Regions from separate parts of the Sus scrofa genome. Here region 2 is linked to region 1. Evidence: chromatin contacts called from public HiChIP or PLAC-seq data. All regions are on one chromosome and are shown on one strand. The core of a region is the stretch at or near the end of the contact, and the rest is flanking DNA. Distances in the headings are between cores, read along the strand shown.

Region 1 (3,561 bases), core at 455-2,954:
TTAGGGGACTGGCGACCAGGAGGGGAACCAAGATAGACACAGCCTAAGACAGAAAATTGACATCTAACATTGTAAATTACAAAATTTACAAGATTAAAGTGTTACACACTCATGCTTCCCATATTTTAATATATGGGAAGATATCAAAAAGTACACCCTATCCTGGCTTATACTCGCCAGACACAGATACCTTATTCCATCCAAAAGAAGGACTTTGGATAAACAAAAACTCACAAAAGTTATTCAGATGACTCAACACAGTGATTCTGCACACATATACCCACAATAAATGCAAAATTATTCAAAGTATTTAGATATTCAGGCTTTCATGTTTCTGCCTGAATTATCCAAATAAAGCTCTGTACTTCAGGAATGAAAGGACACACTGGAAAATGATTTCGATGCAATTGCTAAAGCCAACTGTTAAATTCCTCTGTACCTTTAAAAATAAAGGCTAAGTGGAAAGGAATCTGAAACACCACGAGTATCTGAACTCCCAAAGAAGCTCCCCAAGTGTGATATTTTCCCATAAATTACTAAAAAAGGGTCTTCTTGTTTCAAAAGCTACTTATGAAGGAAAGCGGGGTGGGGTAGAGGGCAGAAAACAAGAACTTATTGGAAAAAACACAAGGCCTTTCTAATTTACATCCCTGGGATGCCCCGTGTACGTAAATACAGTTTCGGCCAAAGCAGGAAATAAAGGAGATGGCGGGAGCGTAGGCAAGAGCGGAAGTTTGCCTAGCATCTACTTTGAAGTGTTTGAATGGACCGAGGCACGCGCTCTCCCGCCAAAGTATAAACGCAGCGGCTCCAAACCACCAGCCCTCCCGCTCAGGAGGTATACTCCACGTTTTCCTTTCTCCCGGCTGGCCCTCTACTCTCCCCTCCCCCGAGAACTCCCCGCCTGCACGCCTCACCCAACACCCACCACCCCCACCCCGGCCTACACAAGAATCCACGCGCTTCTCTCACTTTCCGGCCTCCGCCTCTCCCCGGACCGGGCACCCAGCCGCCCCCCAAAGCCCTTGCCCCGACCCCTCTGCCTCAGAAGTACCTGGTGCCCTTAGAAGCGACTACTCCCGCCGCGCCCTCCCCCACCCTCCCCGGGCTCCAGGCCTTACCCTGGAGCCCGGGCCACGAGGTCCGCGGTTCCCTCCCGTCCGCTCCCTTCGAAGTGACTCTTGCTCGACTCCGCCCGGAGAGGAGGCGCCCTAGTGGCCACGAAAGGCCTCTGGGCTCTTTTGACTGGGCCGGGCGGCGGCCGCGCCACTCAGCTCCCCGCGCCCTTGTCGGGCCGAACGCCGGGAGCGGCGCCGCTCTCCCGCGCCCCGCCGCTAGTGACCCGAGCCCGAGGGGAACAAAGGGTCGGCCCTGGGGCCCTCTCGGCCCGGCCCACCCTGGCCCGCTCCCCTCCGGGACCCCAACAAAGCCCGAACCCCTGGCTCGCGCCCCCGGCCTGGCTTACCCATCGGTCCCCGCACGCTTCTTGCCGGAGGGGTAATCCTCCCCCAGGTCCAACCGGTGTCGCTTAGACATCTTCGGACTCTTCGAGCTGGCGGTAACGAAGGAAGGAAAAAGAGAACCTGACGGCTCTATCGGCGCAGTCGAGGATGACTACTAAACTCTGGAGGACCCCCACCCCTCCCGCTACAACAGCCTACACCGTGCGGCCGGAACCAGGAGCTAAAATGGCGGCGGCGACGAGGGCTGGGCCTGCGCGCGCGCTTCCGCGGTATGCTGTGTGTGCGTGCGTGCGTGCGTGCGTGCGCGCGCACTGCGCGCACGCATCGGAGGCGGGAACTTCAGCCCCGCCCACCGCCTGGTTGGCCCGCCCGTCTTCCGTCCCGCCGGCCTCCTTCCTTTTGCAGCCACCTTATGCTCCTCTGAGTGGGTTGGGCCCTTGGGGCTTCACACCCCTCTGATTTAGAAAATTGAAAGAGTGAGTTTAATCCTACTTAGGAAATCCTATCCACCAGTATTAGGGGAGTCTAAGACCCAGAGATGTTGAAAAACTTATCAGATCATACAGCTGATAAGGGGCAGAGACAGGATTGGACCCCAGCTCTAGAACTTGAATTCACTGACCAGACATTCTCTCTCAACTGATAGGCGAACTGAGGTGAGAAAATGTCAAGACTCACCATAATCCATTTTGCCTTCTATTTTTTTTTTAACTGATCACCAACAATATGCACTCAATCTATTTATGCTTTTACCGGAATAAAGAAAATTGGCAGTAAGAACATAACTTTTTTTTCTTTGTACCTATCATGTGCTTCCACAGCGTTCACCTTACCTCTATTCTTATTCTTACAGTAACTCTGCAGAGTAGGTGTGATTTTGTAGATGTGGACACTAAAGCTGAAAGAGGTTATGTTACATAGCCGTTAGGGCTGTCCCTAAAGCCACGGCAAATTGTTGCTATAGCATGACATGACTTTTGTAAATCTCTCCTTCCAGAATCTACCTGCTTGCTCAGTTGATTCATCCCCTAAGAAGCACACAAGAAAAAGATCTGTGGACCAACCCAAATCAGGTGATCTTTGTAGTTTGTGCGGTGGTTGTTTGGATGCCCTGGAAGATCATATTCAGACTCTTATCAGTTCCTCAGAACTGCAATCCCTAAGGTTAAATACGACTTGAAAATTTCAACTTATGAAGAGGATTTTTTTGGTACCAAATCCATATTTCAAAGTCACTATAAAGAAAAGTGAATGTCTTCACTTATAAAATTTTCTATCCTAAAAGTATTTTAACAGTATATCGACTTGTGTCAGAGATCATGATGCATAATCACTGAATTGTAAACCTGGAAGGGTTTCCAGCTGCTTTTTCTGTCTTTGCTTGACTTTACAAATGAGGGGATCTGAGCTCTAGGTTATGGCCAAGTTCACACAGTCAGTGAGTGTCAAAGTCAGAATTAAAATCCAGATTTTCACTTTCACAATTCCAGGCTCAGATCTCCAGGTTCCCAGTTTGAGGGCTACCATAAATTAGTCTAACATTTTGGAGAAATAATGAGGGAAAATGTTAGCATTCTGTCTGCAGAAGTGTCCCGCCCTAAGAGACATAGGTGTGCAAACAAGTGCAAGGAAGCTTTGTAAAAGAGGAACTGAAAGGGATGAGACATCCTCCTTGGGTCTAGTATATATTTAAAGAAACTACAACCTAATCAATTATGTTGTACCTGAATGACCGAAGAGAGATTGTTTTTACCTAAGGAGAGTGGCCTTTCTGGAATCTACAACAAGAGGAGCAAAGGCCAGAATCTGCCAGGATGTTTACACTCTCTGTAGGAGGGATAGAGGTCTGGGTCTGAATGAGCCACCCTAGATTTTCAGGCAGAACAGTCCCTAGAATAGAGAAGAGCTATCCGCTAGCTCTTCTACAGCTTCCTGGAAGTGTTATCAGAGGATTTTTCCTTTACTCTTACTCTCTATCTACCAGACAACTCTCCAGTCTATTACTTGGTCGATGGCATGAATTTACTCACCTAGAGGGAATGTCTTGTGCAGCTAAACAGCTCCAGGTGTCAGTCAGAGGTGTCTCCTAACCTTAATT
Region 2 (3,561 bases), core at 720-3,219, 680 kb after region 1:
TTTTCAGGTACTTAAATCATGCCCTGCATTAGCACAACTCTTTGTGCCCATTTTCCTGTGTAGGTTAGCAGCCAGTTGATGGCAGGACCTGTGGACATCATTGTGAGTGTTCACTGGCTCATAGAGCTGTGTCCTGCCCACGGTGATATCAGACCAGCTGCAGTATGCATGGCCTCAATCCTCCTCCCACAACCCTGGGAAGCAGGTGCTCAGACTAACACCTTTCCTCACCTTCCCAGTAAAAGCATCAAGTGAATGGAAACGGTCACTTATGCTTCCAAACCCAACTGTGTGCTACATGATAATATGATGCTGATAGAACTGCCCAAGGAAGGAAAGCTTAAACAAAATGCACAGGAAAATCCAGCTCATTTGATGCGATTTGAATTGGAACATTAGGACATAAGTTAAATTACTTGAGGGTCAGCTGGAAGGTCATTGCAATAAAGAGAAGATAAGATCTCTGCCATTTGATTTCAGGAGATTGTGTATAAATGTACCTCATCAAGGCTGCAAGGAGAAAAGGCATCAAAAGTGAGCAAGCAGATCTCAGAGAGATGAGGGGCGAGTTTTATCAGCTGGACAGTCACAAGAGTTTCATGCTATTGCGGTGCTTGGTACCCTTGCAGACTAGAAGGGTGACATCCGGTGTCTTCTCCTCTGAATGAGGAAGTCTTTCAGTGACTGCGTGGGAAGCCAGCACTGCTGAGGGGTCACTGGGACCATTTTTTAGTTCACCTAGAGAAATAGGAAGTACGTTCCTAAGTTAAGATTTATGAATGGAGAACCAGCCTTGTGTGTGCCAGGAATAGTCAGGACAGGTCTTCATCATTGTTTGGGGACTAACAGAGCATAGAGGCCACCTGGTCCTCAAGGTTATTAAACAGTATCAACTACAAAGCCCTTAACAACAAAAAGAAGTGATTTACCACACATTACAGGCTTGCGTAGGGTCAGTGGAAAGACAGGAGGAACTGTACGGACCCGAGGCGGTGTCAGTTCTGCTAACAACCACACACCATCCCAGAACATTAAACAATATCTGAAAATGCATTTCATGAAGAACAAAGGCAAGTCCATTCTCCCCATTAGAATATGGCCTCTGGTAGAATTGGGGGGAACATGCTAAACTGCAGCAAAAGCAAGGACAAAAGGCCGTCTCCGAAAGGGAGCAGGGCAAGCATCAAGAGTTACGCACAGTGCCTGGCACAAAAAAGTGCCTCGGACACTTGTTGCTGAATGAATTCGTCTACCTCTGTCATCTGTTTCCCAGGGCTAGATCCATAGAGAGGGGAGGAAGATGGGGCTCGTTCAAAACTGAAATCCTGCTGCTTTCTTTGAACAAGCAAAAGGAGTGAAAGGTAGCTGGCTTTGTACCACAGATTTTAAGTTCAAGCATCGCAGGGTGGTACTGTCACATCCTCTTAGCCAGGTTCATAACTTGTGGGAACTTTTTAACAAGTTAACATATTTAAATGTGTCTGTAACAAGAAGCACCAGATAGGTTCTGATTTACGCGTCCTGCCAGGCTGACCTGTGAGCCTTTGAGGGGGAGACCCCATGTCCCGTGCATTTTTGTGGCCCAGACGCCTTCATACAGCAGATGCTGCAATAGCTGTGGGACAAATCTTGGGGAGCCCGCAGTCCTCATGTATGAAGATAGGGCCACTACTACCAATAAGTTGTGAGGCTTAAACGGGATTCAGAATCAAGATATTTATGTCAGGTTTAAGAGCAGGGCTCTGGAAGCACCTAGAGCGTTTTCATAAATAGGGTCCAAGCCCATATTTTAATCGGCCTGAAGTGCTGCCCGGGTAAGGGTTTAAAAAAACAACAACAACAAAACCGAAGTGATTCTATTGAGCAACCAGGACTGAGCACCGCTGCATTGGAGGCCGTCAAAGTGGCTCCAGCGGCTGGAGACCGCTCTCGAGCTCTCGCGAGGAAATCCGGGACCCGGAAGTGCCCGGAGCGCGCGCGCCGGGCGGCGGGGAAGCTGCGGCGCGCGGCTGGCGCGGGGCGGGAGGGAGGGAGAGGGTGCCTTCCCTGCGGTGGGGCATCTCTCGGGTACCGCCGCATTTGGGGCTCTGCAGGAAGGGCCGGGGACCGAGGTGCCACAGGCACCAGGCCGGCCGCGGAGGGGGTCCCTGCTGCCTTCCGAGTGGGGTGTCCTTGCAGGGCCGCCCCCATGTTGCGTTTCGCGACATGTTTCCCGTCCTTCCGGGTGGTGGGAGAGAAGCAGCTGCCACAAGAGATCATTTTCCTGGTCTGGTCACCCAAGCGGGATCTCATTGCTTTGGCTAACACGGCAGGCGAGGTGAGTGAGCCGGCGTGCCACCTGTCCACCCCGCCCCTTCCTTCCAGACCTGCTGAAAACTAAGGGACTGGATGTGGGGCAGGTCATTTATATGCCCATTTCCTGCATTTTATGGGCCAAACAAGTTTCCACACAGCTTGACACAGTCAGACAGCCCTGCATCCCCAATTCTCTTTTAGTCATTTATGTGTTAAATAGGCTTTTTAAAGACTCACGATGTGTCGTTCATGATCTAGACATGGTAGCGGGTCCACAGATTCTGCCCATAGTTTACTTGCAGTTTAGACCGAAGAAAAATGACCTATTGTCAAGCTTCAGCTGCGAATGACCATGCATATATAGAGAGCTGCCACAGAGGTTATATTAAGAATCTATATTTCATTGTACAAGTTTTACAGTATAGGTTGGATAGCTACCTCCCATTAAAAACACTTTGAAGTTAAACCCATGCTTCCCTGGATTCCTGATGGAATGTGCAGGAGTGTTGTCAGTTAGCATTTCTAGTTCACATGATATTGCATTTCATCCAGTGTGACCCAGTTGTACCCACCTTTCTGCTGAGAGTTCATCGTTACCTGGCAGCCGTATTGTAAGGAAACCCTCACCCGTGCATCTTTACTCCTTTGACCTTTTGGCAGGTTTCCTGGTTATCTGGCCAGATGAGAGTTGTGTTATGTGCAGCCAAGTTTGGAAATGAAGTGGTGAAGAGAATATATCTGCCAGGAAAACTTAGCAGCCTTCAAAGCTATGTTGACTGTCAGGACATTGTTGCCAGGGGCTTTCTCAAGGCCGTCTATGAACCCTTCTAGCCTCCCACCCCTGCCAGGATGCTTTGGCGCTCCGGGACTCTAGAGAGGAGTGCGAGATAGTACAGCTATAGTAGCAGGAAGGAAGGGAGAGAATTGGGGCATCAGTGTGATCACATGGATGTAATTGTGGTCACTTGTTGCTTCCGTTTTCTCAGTGAAGAAGAAGGAGTGCTGTTTAGGAAGAAGATGGGAGAAGAAAGTATTGGAAGCTTGAGAAAAGAGAGGCAGTGAAAAACTGACAAGTAGACTAGTAAAATCTAATGGGATTGTTGATCAGCATCAGGAGCCACATGAGGTTAGTGGTTTTGCAGTTTGATGGAAACTAGTGCGCTGGGTTGTATGTATGTCTCTTCTATTCCATTCAGCTGTGTGGGCGCAGGCATGATTGGATTTAACCTGGATTGTTGTGACAGTGTGACAAAGCAAGAGGGATGC

Evidence for each region. HiChIP or PLAC-seq counts read pairs in DNA pulled down with a chosen protein or histone mark.
Region 2: an H3K27ac HiChIP or PLAC-seq map of alveolar macrophages shows a contact between it and region 1. The contact joins the promoter of ANAPC4 here to the promoter of DHX15 in region 1. A contact is called at or near these places in 1 of 5 promoter capture datasets (fetal liver) and 1 of 2 datasets of contacts at active chromatin or transcription factors (alveolar macrophages).

What each region holds. Positions count from the first base shown.
Region 1 is chr8:18,619,188-18,622,748 of Sscrofa11.1, forward strand. It overlaps DHX15 (DEAH-box helicase 15), which reads right to left and starts at 1,705. Exons shown (of 14, transcript NM_001252212.1): 1 at 1,466-1,705. The coding sequence starts at 1,536.
Region 2 is chr8:19,299,284-19,302,844 of Sscrofa11.1, forward strand. It overlaps ANAPC4 (anaphase-promoting complex subunit 4), which reads left to right and starts at 1,970. Exons shown (of 28, transcript XM_021101074.1): 1 at 1,970-2,317. The coding sequence starts at 2,189. All of the region lies in intron 13 of ZCCHC4 (zinc finger CCHC domain-containing protein 4), which reads left to right.